Linked DNA regions of Pan troglodytes: region 2 is linked to region 1. Evidence: chromatin contacts called from public Hi-C data. All regions are on one chromosome and are shown on one strand. The core of a region is the stretch at or near the end of the contact, and the rest is flanking DNA. Distances in the headings are between cores, read along the strand shown.

Region 1 (7,909 bases), core at 1,767-4,266:
ATGTAGCAGCTCTGAGTCTGATGTGGAAACTAAATCAGGCACATAAACACATAATTACAGTACAGTGTGATAGAGTCTGTATAGTGAACATATGTTTCTTGTCTGTTCCACTGTCTTCCTTCAGAAAAGCCCAACCTCCTTCTACCCTTGCCTCTGGTTCCCAGAGGTAGATAGGCACATGACATATGACCCAGACCTGGCTGTTCAGAGGAGCTCATCCCTCTGGCCACTGCAATTGATCAGGGAGATTAGCCCCAAACTGAGCACCAATCAGACCTTCATCATATTTGATATAAAGTTTCTGGGAAAAGAAGGGTCTTTCTTTCTCCAGTACCAGGAAGAGTTATAAAAATAGAGACTTTCTGAAGCTAAAGACCACCAGAGGGAAGAGCCAAGATATGGAGAGAGAAAGTCTTCATAATGCAGTTTAAACCCCTAGATGCAGCCAAGCCTGATGCCAGAGATACCCCTTAGACTTCCGTACTTCCAGCCATAATCTAGCTTGAGCTGGGTTTCTCTCATTTGCACCCAAAACAATCCTGCCAAATGCAGAGATGGGTACCTGGAAGTGGGGTGTTGGAATTGACAGGCATTAAAATGAAAGGAAAGACAGACAACAGGTGGGACCCTGGGCGGTCAACACTGCCCCTCTTTACCTGGGATGTTAGTGGTGCCTCTTAAGTGGTAGCAAAGCAGCAGGGAAGGTTTTTCCTTGTTGTTCCTGGGACTCAACCAATTCACTTCCGTGTCTCTCCAGATATGTTGTGACAAAGTTAAAATGGGCCGACCATATTTTGCAGCCTTTATTATCCTAGAAGCTTCAGACCAAGCTGTCCCTCTACAACAGAGGGAAGGGCCTATGTAGCCTCACCAAAGAGATCATTTCTTCCTCCAGCAATCCTTGAGAAGACACAAAGTATGGGTTTTCTGTTTTGAAAGGAGATAATATTGAATTGCAGGAAAAGCAGGAACACTGGGGGAAACCTAATTTCCTAGGCCCTTACCAAAAACTTCTGGCTATGTACTCCCCACCTTAAAAGACAAGCTCATTTTAAAGAGACAGCCCCCCTCATTACGCCAGCCCATGGTTCTAAGTGCAGGGACCAAGGGGCAAGAAGGTAAAGACATTATTCAGAGACAGAAACTCCAAAACCAGGTTGGATTTAAGGAACATGCCATAGTAGATCCCTGTTCTAATTGACTAGCCTGTTGAATTTCCGAATATCAAATAGTCTGGCCTCCTTCTGAGATTCTAAAGGTTATTTCTAGAGACTCCTCCAACCCTGCAAACAGGCTTGCCATAGATTGTTCAACTTCTAAAGTAATCTCCAGACCCGAAAGCCTGCACCAAAAGAAAATGGGATACTGCTCCCCAGCAGCTCTTCCTGAACTTAGGTAAACTCAGGGGGAAGATTGCCATGGCCTCATTTTAGCCTGCCTCTGGCCCCAGCCCCAGTGCTGCATTCTCAGCAGTGAATCAGGCACTGAATTTTCATTCCCATCTGACTTATGTGTCTAATTCAGAATTGATCCACAATGTGCAAAAGAAGAAAAGTGAGTAATTAAGCTCTGCTCCAAACCCCAGCACTGAGGAGTTGGTATTTTATCCTGCAGGCCTTAAGGAACAGTGAGGGCTTATCACCAGTTTTAAGCAGGTTTAATGCAGATAAGACTTGTGGTGTGTTTTGTAAAGGTAATGGCGGCAGCAATGGTAGATTGGTAGGGAAAGGGTAGGACTGAAAATGAACCTAAAATTAGTAAGCAACAGCAATTTAAAAAATAACTAATATAGGTTTGAACTAACAGAGTTGCAATGACTATGGCATAGCATTAAGGGATACCAGAGAGTATGCAGACAATGGAAGAGGTTGCCAATATCAGAAATACAGCAAGAGGAACTCCTTCTATAAGATAGCACGAAGATTAAGCTTTGTAGACTGTAAATGGATGCAAGTCCCTTGTTTTGTTTTTGTTGGAGGGACGGAAGAAGCAGACAGCTGGAATTCTGTCTGAAACAGAAAGAAAGATTTTTAAGTATTAAATACTTGTTTATTTTTCACTTGAAAAGGATTTGTACTGAAAATTGTCAAGATGTATAGGTGCTCTTAAGGGATTTGGGCAACATATACACAAAAGAATGCCTTGGTTACCTACTGAAATGCAGCCCATGGGCCCTTAAACCTTAGCACGTGTTTGGGAGCCTCTAGGTCCACTGCACAAGGTTTTAGGCTAGAAAATGAGGCTAATTACATTCTTTCTGAGTTCCCTTTCACCTGGATGAGAGCATAGTGTGAAGTGATTCTAAAGGACTTAAGAGACAATAGAAAAAGATCAGAAAAACTGAAATCAAAATATATTTTAATAATTTATAAAAGCTAGAAGCGATGATTACTTGCCCAATGGAGTTGGCATCAGCCTTAGTCCTTCAACATCCCTTCCCTCACTAAGGTTCTATGAAATACTGTGTTCCTCTAAATGCTATACCTTTCCTTCTTTGCCACCGCTTCACATTAATCCCTAAATAGTGTTCAATAAATGCCCATTGGTCTCTCAGGCAAATGTTGATTCAATGTGGCAATTGTAGTCCATCTATCACATAGCGTCTATGCAAGGATTGAATAAAATTTTGCAGGTTAAGAGCTTAGCTTAGTTCCTGGCATATAATAAGCACTCGCAGATGATGGCGATATTCAACTACATATAGCATTGAAAATTGTAATTTTAGCTACAAAATAAGTTGGCAAAATGACACTTTTATTATCGTAAGTATCTGGTAACCCACCCATTTTCACTCCAGTTTCTACTTCTTTGTGCTTTGATTGCCCAAAATTAAATATTAAAATTAAATTTATCAAAGAATTTGAAGACTTAGATGCTTACATTTTAAAAAACACCATAATGATAATCAAAAATCCCACCCAAGCATTCTTTGGCTAAGTCCGAGATTGTTATTCACTAGCACAGTTATGCTCCTAATCCTTTGCAAAGAGCAAAACTTCTTTCTTATAATCAGGGCTAAGGCTTAAAGTTCTTTCCCAGAACTGCCTTGAAGTTCTTTCTTCAACTTGGCCAGCTGCACTTGAATGCGAGATTTCCGCCCTAGAAAGAATGCAGTTATGTCCAAGTGGGATGAGTCATTGAATTCTAAGCACAAAATATTTTATCTGTTTAAGAGGAGCAGTGGAGAGCTCCTTTTTTATGGTGAAACAGTGCTTGAAGCAGGCCAGGACGAAAGCCATCCCATCTCATCTCATTTCCTCTTTTCCATGCCTTGCAACTGTGAAAGGGAGGGAAGAATTGACAAGAAACTATTTGAACTCTGGCCATAGGCCACTTGGCTTTGTAGATTTACCAAGTAATCTTGGCAAATAAGAAAAAGTCCTTGAGTAATAGTATGGAACATTAAGCCCCTCAGGGATGCTCATTAAATGCTTGCTGGCTGTGTGTAGAAGTCTTAAGCCCCATCAAGTCATGCTGCCCTATTGATAACCCTAGACTACATCACACCTCCACTTTCTTTAGACTCTGTATAGGAAGTTATGACACTATTTTTGAAATTTGCAACAGTTTATTAGCTCTCCAGCATTAACTATATGAAGATGAGTTTTCACTGAGTAGTTTGTTGAGAGAAGGACATTTTCAGATGGACATATGAATATGTGAATCACTCAGGTTTTCTTTTTGAAATAACATTGCTGAGAATGAGCCCTTTTCATCTTGTCAATGCTCTTCTTCATATTTAATCATTGCATTTACCTTCAGAAAGGTAAAGGAGATAATATTAATTCCAGTTGATACAATCATGTAACAGGCATTTAAGGAACACCTACTATATGCAAGCTACTCTACTAGGTACTCCAGGGAATACAAAGCTGAGTAACACTTAGTCCCTGCTGTCCAGTGTCTTTTAATAGCAGAGGAAAGACAAAACAAAAGCACATATAACTACAATACAAAGTGGACTAAGAAAAGATTTTGATTGTTATGTACAAACTGATGGGAAAGCATCAAAGGATTGTTGTATGCAGGAGAGTGACATGATTATAACTGCATTTTGGAAAAATCACCCTGGCCAGGCATAGTGGCTCACACCTGTGATTTCAGCACTTTGGGAGGCTGAGGAGGACAGATCACTTGAGTTCAGGAGTTCGAGACCAGCCTGGCCAACATGGTGAAACTCCATCTCTACCAAAAATACAAAATTTAGCCAGTTGTGATGGTTTGTGCCTGTAGTCCCAGCTGCTGGGGAGGCTGAGGCAAGAGAGTCACTAGAACCTGGGAGACAGAGGTTGCAGTGAGCTGAGATTGCACCACTGTACTCCAGTCTGGGTGACAGAGCTAGACTCCATCTCAAAAAAACAAAAAAGAAAAATCACCCTGCCAGAAGGATGATGGGATAGATTGAAAGGGAGCAAGCAAGGCAAACAGCATTAGGAAGTTTGAAGTCCCATGATCTTCAAGCTGGAGGCCCAGGAAAGCCAGTAGGTAAATTCTAGTCCAAGGAAAGGAGAAGACCTATGTCCTACCTCAAGCAGTCAAACAGAGAGGGAGTATTCAACCTTCTCCCTTTTGTGTCCTATTTGGATCTCAATGGATTAAATGATGCCCACCTACACTGAAGAGGGACATCTGTTTTATTCAACCCACTAATTCAAATGCTAATGTATTATGGAAACATGCTCACATACACACCCAAAAATAATGTTTAACCACATATCTGGGCATCCCATGGCCTAATCAAGCTGACACATAAAATTAACCATCACAGGAAGCTACTGTAATAATAGAGGTAAGATATGAAAGAGGCCTAACCTAAGGTAAAGAATACAGAGGGAACGCAGGAAATGTATTAAAAGATTTCAGTGAGGGAAAATGAAGAGGACTGGGTGGCAAATGATTGACTGATGTGTGGCAAATGATTGATTGATGGGTAGCAAGTGACTGATGAGGGATGCTGAAGGAATATGAGATAGAGCCAAGACCTCTACCTTTGGCAGCAGGGTGGGCTCACTGCAGGAGAGCATGGCAGAGATGGAGAAAGGCATCTGGGTGAGGCCGATAGGAGCACTAGAAGTGCTCAGGGAACAAGGACAGCACTCTGATGGAGAGTGGGGTATACATAGTAGGAGGATGGCAGAGGAGGTTGGAAGAGGAGGCTGAGCACCTGCAATCGTCAAGTTTTGGAGTTAACTTAACCCAATTAAGGGATACCTAGTTAGCTGGTAAAACATTGCTTCTGAGTGTGTCTGTGAGGGTGTTTCTGAAGGAGATTGGCATGTGAGTCTGTGAACCGAGTGGGGAAGATCCCCCCTCAATGTAGGCGGGCACCATCTGATTAGTTAGGGGTCCAGGTGGAACAAAAAAGTGGAGGAGGGGCAAATATTTTCTTTCTCCTGCAGATCCAGGATGTCCCTCTCCTGCCCTTGGGCATCAGAACTCCACATTCTCTGGCTTTTCGACTCCAGGATTCACACAAGTGACCCTGGGTACTCAAGCCTTCAGCCTCAAACTGAGAATTATACCATCAGCATCCCTGGTTATGAGGTTTTGGGCTGAGCCACACTATCTACCTCCCTGGTTCTCCAGCTTGCAGAGGGCCTGTGTTGGTACTTCTCAGCCTTCATAATGATGTGAACCAATTCCCCCAGTAAATCCCTTCTCACATATATATATGTATAGGTTCTGTCTCTCTGGAAAACCCTGACTATTACAGCACTTTGAATGCCAAGCACAGAGGTTAGACTTTAATTCAGTGAGCAATGGAGAGGCTTTTAAGCCATAGAACAATGTGATTGAAGCTGTTCTTTTGGAAAATTAATCTGATCAATGAAGAGGCCTAGATTCCAAAAGGTTAATTGCTAAGACACCTAGTTAGTGCAGAGATGGGACTAAAATGGAAGTCTTCAGACTCCTGGCCTATTTTGTGCAATGAGGAAGAACATTGCCTACTTCATAGAATTCTAAATATGTATTCCTCTCTCCAATAAGTCTTCCTCCCTTACTGAATTCCACAGCCTTCATGCTTATATTGGGCCAGACATTTAGCACACAAAGAGAATGGATGGATGCTTCCAGTATTTTTTTATTAATGCCCAAAGAGCCCAATTCTATGTTGTTCCAATCATAATGTTCAAAAAATACCTGCTAAGTGTAGATAAAGGCAATGGTTTTGTAAGACTCCTTCAAAGGTGGAATCTACTAGGAGTAAAATAAAAATAAAATTTAAAATTACTTAAAAATAATAAATTGGTTTACAAATACAAATTAGCATTATTAAGACAACAATATTAAGAATTATATTTTACTGAAGTTTTTTTCTGTGATAAGAGTTATTTCATACATGAGTTTATTTTGTCTTCATAAATACCTATTTGATATATGAGAAAACTGAGTCTTAGAAAGGTTAAGTAACTTACTCAATACCACATAGTAAATGGTAGAGTTAGGATTTAACCCCAAATCCAACTCCAGAATCCCAGCCCTTAAGAAGTCTGCTATTCTGCCCTTCAGAATGATTTTCTTGAGAAGGTTCAAAAGAAGCTAAGGCGAAAGCAGCAAATTGTATTTTTTATAAAGGCAATAAACAGTGATTTTCTTGCAGCTGTGTAGGCCATTATAGCAAAACAGTTGTCTTTTACTCCGCACCCCAGAGAGAACCTACCAACTCAAATTGCAACTCCCAATTGCAACTGAACTATCTGGGAAGAACAACAAGTTCCTAACACACCGGAAATAAAGACTGGGGAAGAGTACAGAATGAGAGGGGAGGGAACTGCCATTAACCTCACTTATTTTAAATAGCACTTAGATGAACAAAAACAATCAGGAAATTAAAATAAACCCAATTCTAATCTGTATGTGTGCTTTGTGCATTTGCGTGCTTATGTGTATGTATGTACTCACAAAGAATGCGAGGGAAATACTGGAAAACCAAACAACTAAATTCAACAAAAAGCAGTGGCCTTACCTGTTAACTTCTGAGCTATTTTTGTGCCATGAAATGCTGCATTTTGGCTCTTTTTGTTTCGTGAAGGCCCTTGGGTAGATTTTTTATGAATGTCATTATTCGCCAAAGTGAATTTAGTAGAGAAAACCCCAAGGGAGCAAGATGATGAGTTTTTTAAACAAACATTTTGTAATATAATTTTACATTAACATCTCTCTTTATCGTGTCTATTCATGACCAGACAGTGAATTTTAAATCAGCTCCTTTTGTAATCCATCTCGAGAAGAATGAAGATGGAACTTGATGAAAGGAAAGGCCCACAGGGGAGGAATTCCAATGCTGGGCTAAGCATTTATGTGAGTAGAGAAAGAACTATGTGAAAGAAGAACCGTTAAAAAAAAAAAAACCACGATTGAAGCAATATGTGGAGAAGGGAATGAGAAAGAGGCAATTTGACAAAAGAAAATAAAAATGACGTGATTAGAGCATGTGAAAATTAATTTTTTTCTAGTACTGATTCTTCAATTTTTTCCAACATATTGACCTATATTCTCAATTTCACAGTATTATCTAGATTATATCACAGTGTTGGACTATTGTGATATCAAATGCGGTAGCTATTCAGTGATGCAATTGGTTGCAAAGCAATTAATTACATATGACAACTCCAAAATAAATTAGTGTTCATTCAGAGTAAGAGTGTAGGCTGAAGTAAAGGATAAGAATGAAAGAAAAAGGATAAGGAACAGGGGAAAGGAACCACTCACAAACACAAGAAATGGTTTCTTATTCAACAAGGTGTCTGTTTAAATTTTATGTCTAAGTTGCTAAAAGCAGAAAAAAAAACTGAAATAGTTTAAGAAGGAAGAAGTAGTGAATCTCAAAGATGTTGTTGCTGTAGGTATTTAGAACTAAGAAGTTACATAGTATAATACACCATGAAAGTAAATGTATTTAATAAGA
Region 2 (7,909 bases), core at 1,820-4,319, 180 kb after region 1:
TGGTACAAATTTCCAACTTTTAAATCATAAATGACTATGTCTGCTTCTCCCTTCCCACCCTTCCTACCCTTTCCTCCCTCCCCACCCCACCCCGCCCACCAAGTCTTACAGCTAAAGGAAGGTCCTACTGACATTCATTGAAAGAATACAGGCTTTCCTAATACCCACGACGTGCACTATGACCCAGCTCCCTACAGTCACTGCCAGGTGACCTCCTACGGCGCTTGGAGACCTGAGCAGCCTTGCACTCTTAGGCGGCAGCGTCCTTTCTCCCTCTTGCCAGTAACTGCTGCCATGTCAACCAGTGGAATCAAGGGCTTCTGGCGAGCAGCAGCTGAAAAGGGCGCCTCTGCAGGCAGGCGGATCACTTTCTACAAGTTTAAGCTACAGGCTGAGACCTTTTATTCTGTACGAGAAAGGATCCTTTACTGTCCCACGCACTAGATTCTTCTACTTTACGTGTAACTTTTCAAAACTTTATTAGTTTAGTTACTGAACTGCCTCCATGGGGTCCTAATTCCAGGCTCAGAATCTTCCATCCAGCCTTCTAAAACTCTACCTTCAAAAGAGGTCAAAAAGACTGTGTAATGACCTTGTAAAACACTAACCCCAGACAGTGGAACCAATCCTGATCTCTTAAACCCCCAGTGAGTCATAAGAGCTTGAGAAGATTTCAAGGAAATCTTCCGCACATTGGACACGGTCCAATCAGGTTCTGAACAATTCAATCATCCCCAGGTCTGTGGCCCCACTCCCCCAATAGATCCAAACTGAAGTACCATCTGGGGGAGGGGTGGTTTGAGGCAGGGAGTAGAGAAAGCATGGAGTGGTAGGTGGGGGTGGGGTGGGGGTTCCTCTGGGTTCTCTCGGTTCAGGAGGTCCAAAGAAGACGAAGCAGCCCAGAGGATTTGCGGCTGCAGGTTCTGTAGTGGAGGGAAGGTGGACGGACAGGTCTCACCCAGCTACTACTGGAGGGGGAGAATGGGAGGGCAGCAGCCAGGGGACAAAGGGGGGGGACAAGAGGCTCTGTAATCATCTCTCAGGCAGGAGAAGGACTGGGCGCTGGAGTGGCGAGGGGGTCTGGGGAGCTCACTCCCTGCAGAAGACGTACTCGGTGTAGCTGGTCCAGATCTTGTCCTCGCTCTGGTCGGTGCTGCTGGCAAAGGCGCAGGTGCCCGTGGAGCTGCACGCCACCATGTGGAAGCCCGACTCGGACAGCTTGTCGAAAGCCTGCTCCAGGAAGTTGAACTTGAGGTAATAGCGCGAGGTGTAGCGCTCCGGGGGACGGTCGGGGTCCCGGCTTTCGTTCAGGGTGTCCCCAAACACCTCCTTGGCCAGCGACGTCTTTCCGCAAACGGTGATGCGCGCCACTCGCCGGAACTTGGCGTCCGCCTGCGCGTCCCGCCCGATGGTGTAGGAGCCGCGGTAGCCGATGGTGATGTAGCCCGAGCGCCGGCTGCCGTCCAGCGACTGGGACGGCGTGAGCAGCGGGCCCGCCGCGCCCCCGGACGGACTGCGGCTAGCCAGCTCCAGCGTGGGCGACGGCGCCCCGGCAGAGGCGCCCTCCTGCTGTTCGGGCTCCGCGTAGCCAAGCGGCAGCAGCTCGTCACCCAGCGAGCCCTCCTTGTGCACCCCGCGCCGCGAGGGCGGCGGCCCCGGGCCGGGCTGCTGGGGCGCCCCGAGGCGGCGCACGAGCTCTGGCAGCTCGAAGTACTCGGCCTCGCGCTGCAGCCGGCTGCGCTCGGGGAAGTAGTCGGGCAGCACGAGCTGCAAGTCCCGCAGGTAATCCAGGATGTAGCGGAAGAGGAAGCCGTCCCGGTCCAGAAAGAAGCGGCCTTTGCTGTCCCGGGCCAGCTCCTGCGGCTGCTGCTGCGTGAACATGCGCCAGAGCAGCGAGTCGGGCACCGACACCACCGTGCAGCGCCGGGTCACGTACACCTGGCCCCCCACGTTCAGCTCCACGATGTCGGGGAAGAGCGGTGGCTCCGCGGAGGACGACGAGGAGCCACTGCCGCCCCCGCCGCCGCCCCCGTTGGGTAATCCACGTGTGCTGTCCGCCAGAGCCATGACAGAGAGGTGGCCGGGCCGGGACAGTGGCAGGAAGCCGCGCTGCACTCAGGAGCTGCAACCGCCTTCCCCGGAGCCCCGGAGCCCGGACGCTCGCTCAGCCCTGCACCCCGCCGCCGCCGCCGCCACCTCCTAGAGCCGCGCGGAGCCAAGCGGTGCGAGCGCGCCGCTGTGCGCCCCCGTGAGTTCCAGTGCGCTCCGCCCGCCTTGCCCGCGCGCTCCAGGCGAGTGCCGGGTCGCGGCCCGCGCGCTGCTTAAGTAGAGCCGCCTGCTCTGGTGCCGTGGCGCGCAGGAGGCGTGGGCGGCGGCGGAGCCTCGCTTACCGGGCGAGTGGAGGGGGGGAGCGGGGACTCGATTTGCATCTTAAACGGGGACGCCACGCGGGGCTGCTGGCTCCACCCCGGCTCGCGAGCGCTGGGGGCGCCCGGACTCCCACCCGCTCCCCACCCACCAGCCCCGCCCCGTGGTCCCGCCCAACTTTCTCCCTCTTCCGAAGAGGACCCGCCCGAGACTTGGCGGCTTCGGAAGACAGCTCCTTGGAGGGACAGTCACCGCGCCCCCTCCCCTCTCGCCCCAGCCCGCACCCAGGGACTCTGGAAGGAGGACGTGAACTTTCGGAAGCCTCCCGCCCCGGGAGTGGAAATGCGTGGCCGCCTCTGGCCCTCCGGCCTGCGGAACTGGGCGCTTCCAGCAGTGCGGCTGCGGCCTGCCATCGTTGGTTGTCGTGTCACTGAAAGTAGAGAGACGCGAAAAACCTGGAGAGACGAAAGAGCCGCCCCAGTCCGAGCGCAGCCAGATTTTGTTCAAGTTGCCTTGCAGCCAGCCTGGAAAATAAATAAATAAATAAACCTAGAAACAAAAAGCAAACCTCAGTGTCCCGCAGTAGGATGCTTTACGATAGTTTATTTTCTGGCTGCAGAGACAAAATGAGATGAAGCTTCAAATCTGCTCTTAATTGCAATTCCCTCTTCCCGCAGGGCCTTCGAGGCCAGACTGAAGTGAAGGGGTAAGACTCCGGAACGTTCGGTCTCCGGGTCCCGTTCAGCCTTCGTTGAATCGCGCCCTTAGACTCACAACAGTTGCAGATCTAAGGTAATTTTTAAAGCCACCTTTGGCGCCTGCATGTTTATCCTTCCAAAAGTCCAGGCGCCCCTTCTCTCCCGCATGCCTCGGTCACTCTTCGGCCCTCTCCAAGTTCCCGTCAGTCTCAGAAAGGGATATTTATGTATCTGAAGGCCCTTGTCTGGATCCCATCTCTCAACTCCTGCTGCCTACACGTTTGCTTTTCCCCCTCGGACTGCAGCCCACAGAACCGCCCCCTCCCCCTGGAAGCTTTCCCTGGCTTCCCAGGTGGGTGGGGCCTCTGGATGGCTCCCTACACTCTGTCTGCGCTGCTCCCAGCACGTTCTGAAATGTCATATTTATGAGTGATTATCTGATCACTGATTTGGGTATAAAAGTAAGAGCTCCTGAATGCTGCAAAAAGAGAAGAGTGCAGAGGAGGGTGTCAAGAAATGATTGGGTCAGTGAATGTTTCTTGTGTACCTGCTATTATTTGCAGGGCACCAGGGAGTGAGGAATGCAAAGGCGAATAATCTCCAAAGCGCCTTCAGTGTAGCCCAATAAGCAAAGGGTCAGGGGTCTGCGCAGTTATCACATCAGTTTGAAGTATAGACCACACATCAGGATAAATCAGGCAAGATCTTTGTTCTTGATAAAATTTATCCTTCTGTGTAACCACCCAGTGAGCTTCACAGTCTCCTCACAGATAAATGTCATTTTTATTTTGAAATGTTTATATCTGCTCAACAATCACCGCGTTCATGTCAGTGTGCTGAAATGAGATCAACACCCAAACCAGTTATCTTAATTGCAAGTACAGATTTTGATACTGAATGTATTTCACCATTCTTTTTTGTTGTTGTTCTGTTCTTTGGGATAAATAATAGATAACACAAAACTTCCAAGTCCCAGTGCAGGATTTCGAGGTGGTTGTGCTACTAGGCGTTATATTAGTGTCAGAGACCTGACAAAACCAGTCTCTTTTCTACAAATCCAAGAAAAGCCTTCTTTGTATCAGTTCTGCACATATTTTTGTATAATTACCATTGCTCGTTGCATCAGCAAATCCTGCCAGCTCTGTGTTAAAAATCTTTCTAGACTATTAACGTATTTCACCATCTCCCTATCATCACCCTGGACCAAGCCACCATCATCTCTTGCCTGGATTATTGCACTGGTCTCCTAACTGCTTCTACTTCTGCTCCTACAGTCTTGTATCACCAGAACAAAAACAGGGACCCTGCCTATAATCCAAGGCTGGTATGTCACTCTGCTCAGAGCCTGCCAGTGGCTTCCTATCTCAGAAAGAGCAAAATCCAAAGTCCTCTCAGTGGCTTACAAGACTCTACATGTTTGGAGTTATCCCACCAGCACCTCTCTGACACATCTCCTGCCCTGCCCCCAGGAGCTGGCTGGCTTTAGCCACATAGCCCCTTTCTTGTTTTCTCAGGGCCTTTGCACATCCTTGTAAAAGTCTCATTTCTCCTCCCTCCCGTGTTCCTCACCTTGTTCAGGTCCCTCCCTTCTCACCTTCTTCAGGTCTGCCCACCAAGACCTTTCCTTGATTCCACTTCTTAATGCAGCACAGCCTCACTGCAGCTTCCTCTTCCCTGCCTTATTTGTTGACTCTTTTCCTACATCAGAATATAAACTCCAAGACTTCAGCAGTTTTTGTCTGCTTGGTTCACTGCTACACCCCCACTGCCTAGAACAGAGCTGGTATATTACAGGCATTTGATAAATATCTGTTGCTCACGCAAGCATTCAACCACTATTTATTCAGGGCCTACTACTATATTCCAGGCTGCATGTTAAAAAATAATCACTGCCCACTAGGAGCTTATAGTCTTGCGAGGGAGACAAATAAATATAGTATAAAGATAAGTAAGCCTATTTCAGGTGGTGATAAATGCCACAAAGAAAATAAAATTATAAGATGTGATAGAGGGACTGAGTGTGGAATACTACTTTATACAGAGTGCCTGGGGAAGGCATATCTGTGAATGTGACATTTGAGCTGAATAATAAGAAAGAGACAACCATGGGAAGTTTTGGAGGAAGAGCATTCCAGGCACAGGGTCAAACAAGTTAAAGGGGCCTGAGTTATGAGTGAGCTCACATTGAAAGTTTATGTATTGTGTCATCTACTTGTATCCTGTGAATCTCCAAAGTACCCTTGAGATGATCAGTACAGAGTCAAATGTGAGTGATACCGTGTGCTTATTCACTACCTGCAGCCTACTATCATCATTCTCTACATCTTGACATAAGGTAGTCATCAACCACCAGCTAGTCTACTGCAGAAAAGCCATTGGTATTTCCTTATAGAAGCCAGGTAGTGCATGAGAGATATAATAATGAATGAAACAGATGATTTGAAACACAAGGAATGTTTTTCTAGTTAATTTTATGTGTTCTGTTTCTTGCCTATTGGTTGGTATCACAGAATTCAAAAGGAAATACTACTGGGGAACTCTGATGCTGGGACTTGAGGGCCTGAGTGTTTATAAGAAGAGAGTCATAACTCTTTAGCATCTCCAGTATGTTAAATATGCTTGATTGCAAGGGATTGGGGAGGATTTGGAAACCCACTAGCCCTGTGTTTAGTCTCAAACCAGTTTCTAATGATGGTCATTGCTAATTGATGGTCATTGCTCCTTTTCAAGTAACTCTTTGTATTTTCCTGAATAAGATACAGTGTGCCTACAAGTAACCTGTCCTTTGATCCTAAAGTGGAGGATACTGGAAACATCTCTGGACCTACATTCTCATCTCATTTGCATCTTCTCCCCCACCTACTGCCTTCTCTTCAAACCAGCTTCCCCTCCCACTCCCCACAGTAATCCTTCTTATCCAAAGTTTCCATTACCATGGTTTCAGTTACCCATGGTCAGCTGTGGTTTGAAAATATTACATGGAAATTCCAGAAATATAACTAATTCATAAATTCAAAATTGCACACCATTCAGAGTAGTGTGATGAAATCTCCCACTGTCCTGCTTCGTCTTGCCCTGGACATGAATATCCACACCTCTACACTCCCAACCCATGAGTCACTTAGTAGCCATCTCAGCTATCAGATCAACTGTCTTAGTATCACCCTATCACAGTGCTTGTGTTCAAGTAACACTCAGTTTACTTAATAAATGGCCACAAAGTACAAGAGTAGTGATGCTGGCAATTCAGATATGCCAAAGAGAAGCCATAAAATGCTGCCTTTAAGTGAAAAGGTGAAAGTTCTCGACTTAATAAGAAAAAAAAATTGTATCCCAAGGTTGCTAAGATCTATGATAAGAATGTAGACATTGTGAAATTTCTGTGAAATTATGAAGGAAAAATTTATGCTAGTTTTGCTGTCACACCTCAAAACACAAAACGTATGGCACAGAGTGCATGATAAGTGTGTAGTTAAAATGGAAAAGGCATTAAACTTGTGGATTGAAGACATGAAGAGAAACATGTTCCAATGGACAGCAATCAGGTTCAGTACTACCTACGGTTTCAGTCACCCACTGAGGGTCTTGGAATGTATACCCTTTGTATAAAAGGAGACTACTGTATTCTGCATACCAAAGATTTAAGGAAAGGAATGAGGAACATGAAGAGAAATATAAAGTTAAAGGGGAGGAACAACTGGTGAAATGAAGTGAGTGCCTTTGAGAATTGAATGAATTTAATATATGTGAAATGATCTGTACATTGTAAAACACCATTCAAGTGTCAGAATCATTATTTTCCACCACTTATCATGGTGCCTGACAAGTCTTCCCAATAAATACTGAATGAACAAATGAATGGCAGAAACATTAAAATGAACACTATGGGGAAAGGGGAAGAGAGGCAGAATCAGAAATTATCCTGAATAAATATTTATTCCATTTGTCATCCTCCTAATATGTGTGAATCTTTTCTCCATGCAGGCTTTAGAAGTCATTGACTTTTTGTATTTAGAAGGAGAGATTAATTGAATAACATTAAGTGAATCAGGAGGCAAAATGATCTTAATAAAGATTTGGTAAAAGATGTGACAATATTTAACCTGAAGAAAAGAGAACAAAATGTTATATAGGGTACACTGCCAAAATACTAGGTCTAAATTCCAGTTACTCAGGAGGCTGAGGCAGGAGAATCGCTTGAACCTGAGAGGCAGAGGTTGCAGTGAGCCAAGGTCGCACCACTGCACTCCAGCCTAGGCAACAGAGCGAGACCCCATCTCAAAAAACAAAACAAACAAACAAAAAACAGGTCTAGACAGTAAAGAATATCCCAACATTGTATGATTATCTCTAGAGTATGATTTTTATGATTTATAGAACCAAACAAAGAGACAAAGGTTAACAATGTTGATATTTCTATACCCTTAAAATGGTGTTTGGAGCTTATCCAGGAAACAAATAATAATATAATAAGCATGTATAGAGTACTTACTATGAGCCAGCCCTATTTATAGAACTATACATGTATGAACTCATTTAATCCTAACAATAACTTTATGAGGTTGGTGCTATTACCCAAGTTTTAGATGAGAAACTGAGGCACAGTGAACTAATTTTCCCAAGATCATACAGCAAATAGGTGCTGGAGCTGGGATTTGAACCCAGGCAGTGTAGCCTTAGAATCTGTGCTTTTAAACACTGCATTTTAAATCCCCTTTCCTCTAGGAGTACTTTACATGTATTAAGAAGTAAGTTATATTATTTTCCCCCTTTACAGATGAGAAACCCAAGGCAAAGAGAAGTAAGGTAACTTGACCAAGATAACACAGCTCTTTATCTCTGCT

What was found. Hi-C and Micro-C count contacts between places; a contact is called where the count stands out from the background.
Region 2: a contact with region 1 is called in a Hi-C map of stem cell-derived neural progenitor cells, with 2.5 times the contacts expected there. The contact joins the promoter of ACOD1 here to the enhancer-like site in region 1. A contact is called at or near these places in 1 of 7 Hi-C or Micro-C datasets (stem cell-derived neural progenitor cells) and 1 of 1 datasets of contacts at active chromatin or transcription factors (stem cell-derived excitatory neurons).

The regions. Positions count from the first base shown.
Region 1 is chr14:82,387,020-82,394,928 of NHGRI_mPanTro3-v2.0_pri, forward strand. No RefSeq gene overlaps it. Among named protein-coding and RNA genes, the nearest start is that of ACOD1, 170 kb to the right of the region's middle. Within about 2 kb of position 3,017, at least 3 of the 24 cell types and tissues checked have an H3K27ac peak or open chromatin away from gene starts, as enhancers often do. A contact at or near this core is called in stem cell-derived neural progenitor cells, where this site is marked.
Region 2 is chr14:82,562,059-82,569,967 of NHGRI_mPanTro3-v2.0_pri, forward strand. ACOD1 (aconitate decarboxylase 1) reads left to right here and starts at 3,070. Exons shown (of 5, transcript XM_063792224.1): 1 at 3,070-3,159. KCTD12 (potassium channel tetramerization domain containing 12) reads right to left here and starts at 7,014. Exons shown (of 1, transcript XM_001137708.7): 1 at 1-7,014. The coding sequence starts at 2,067. The coding sequence ends at 1,090.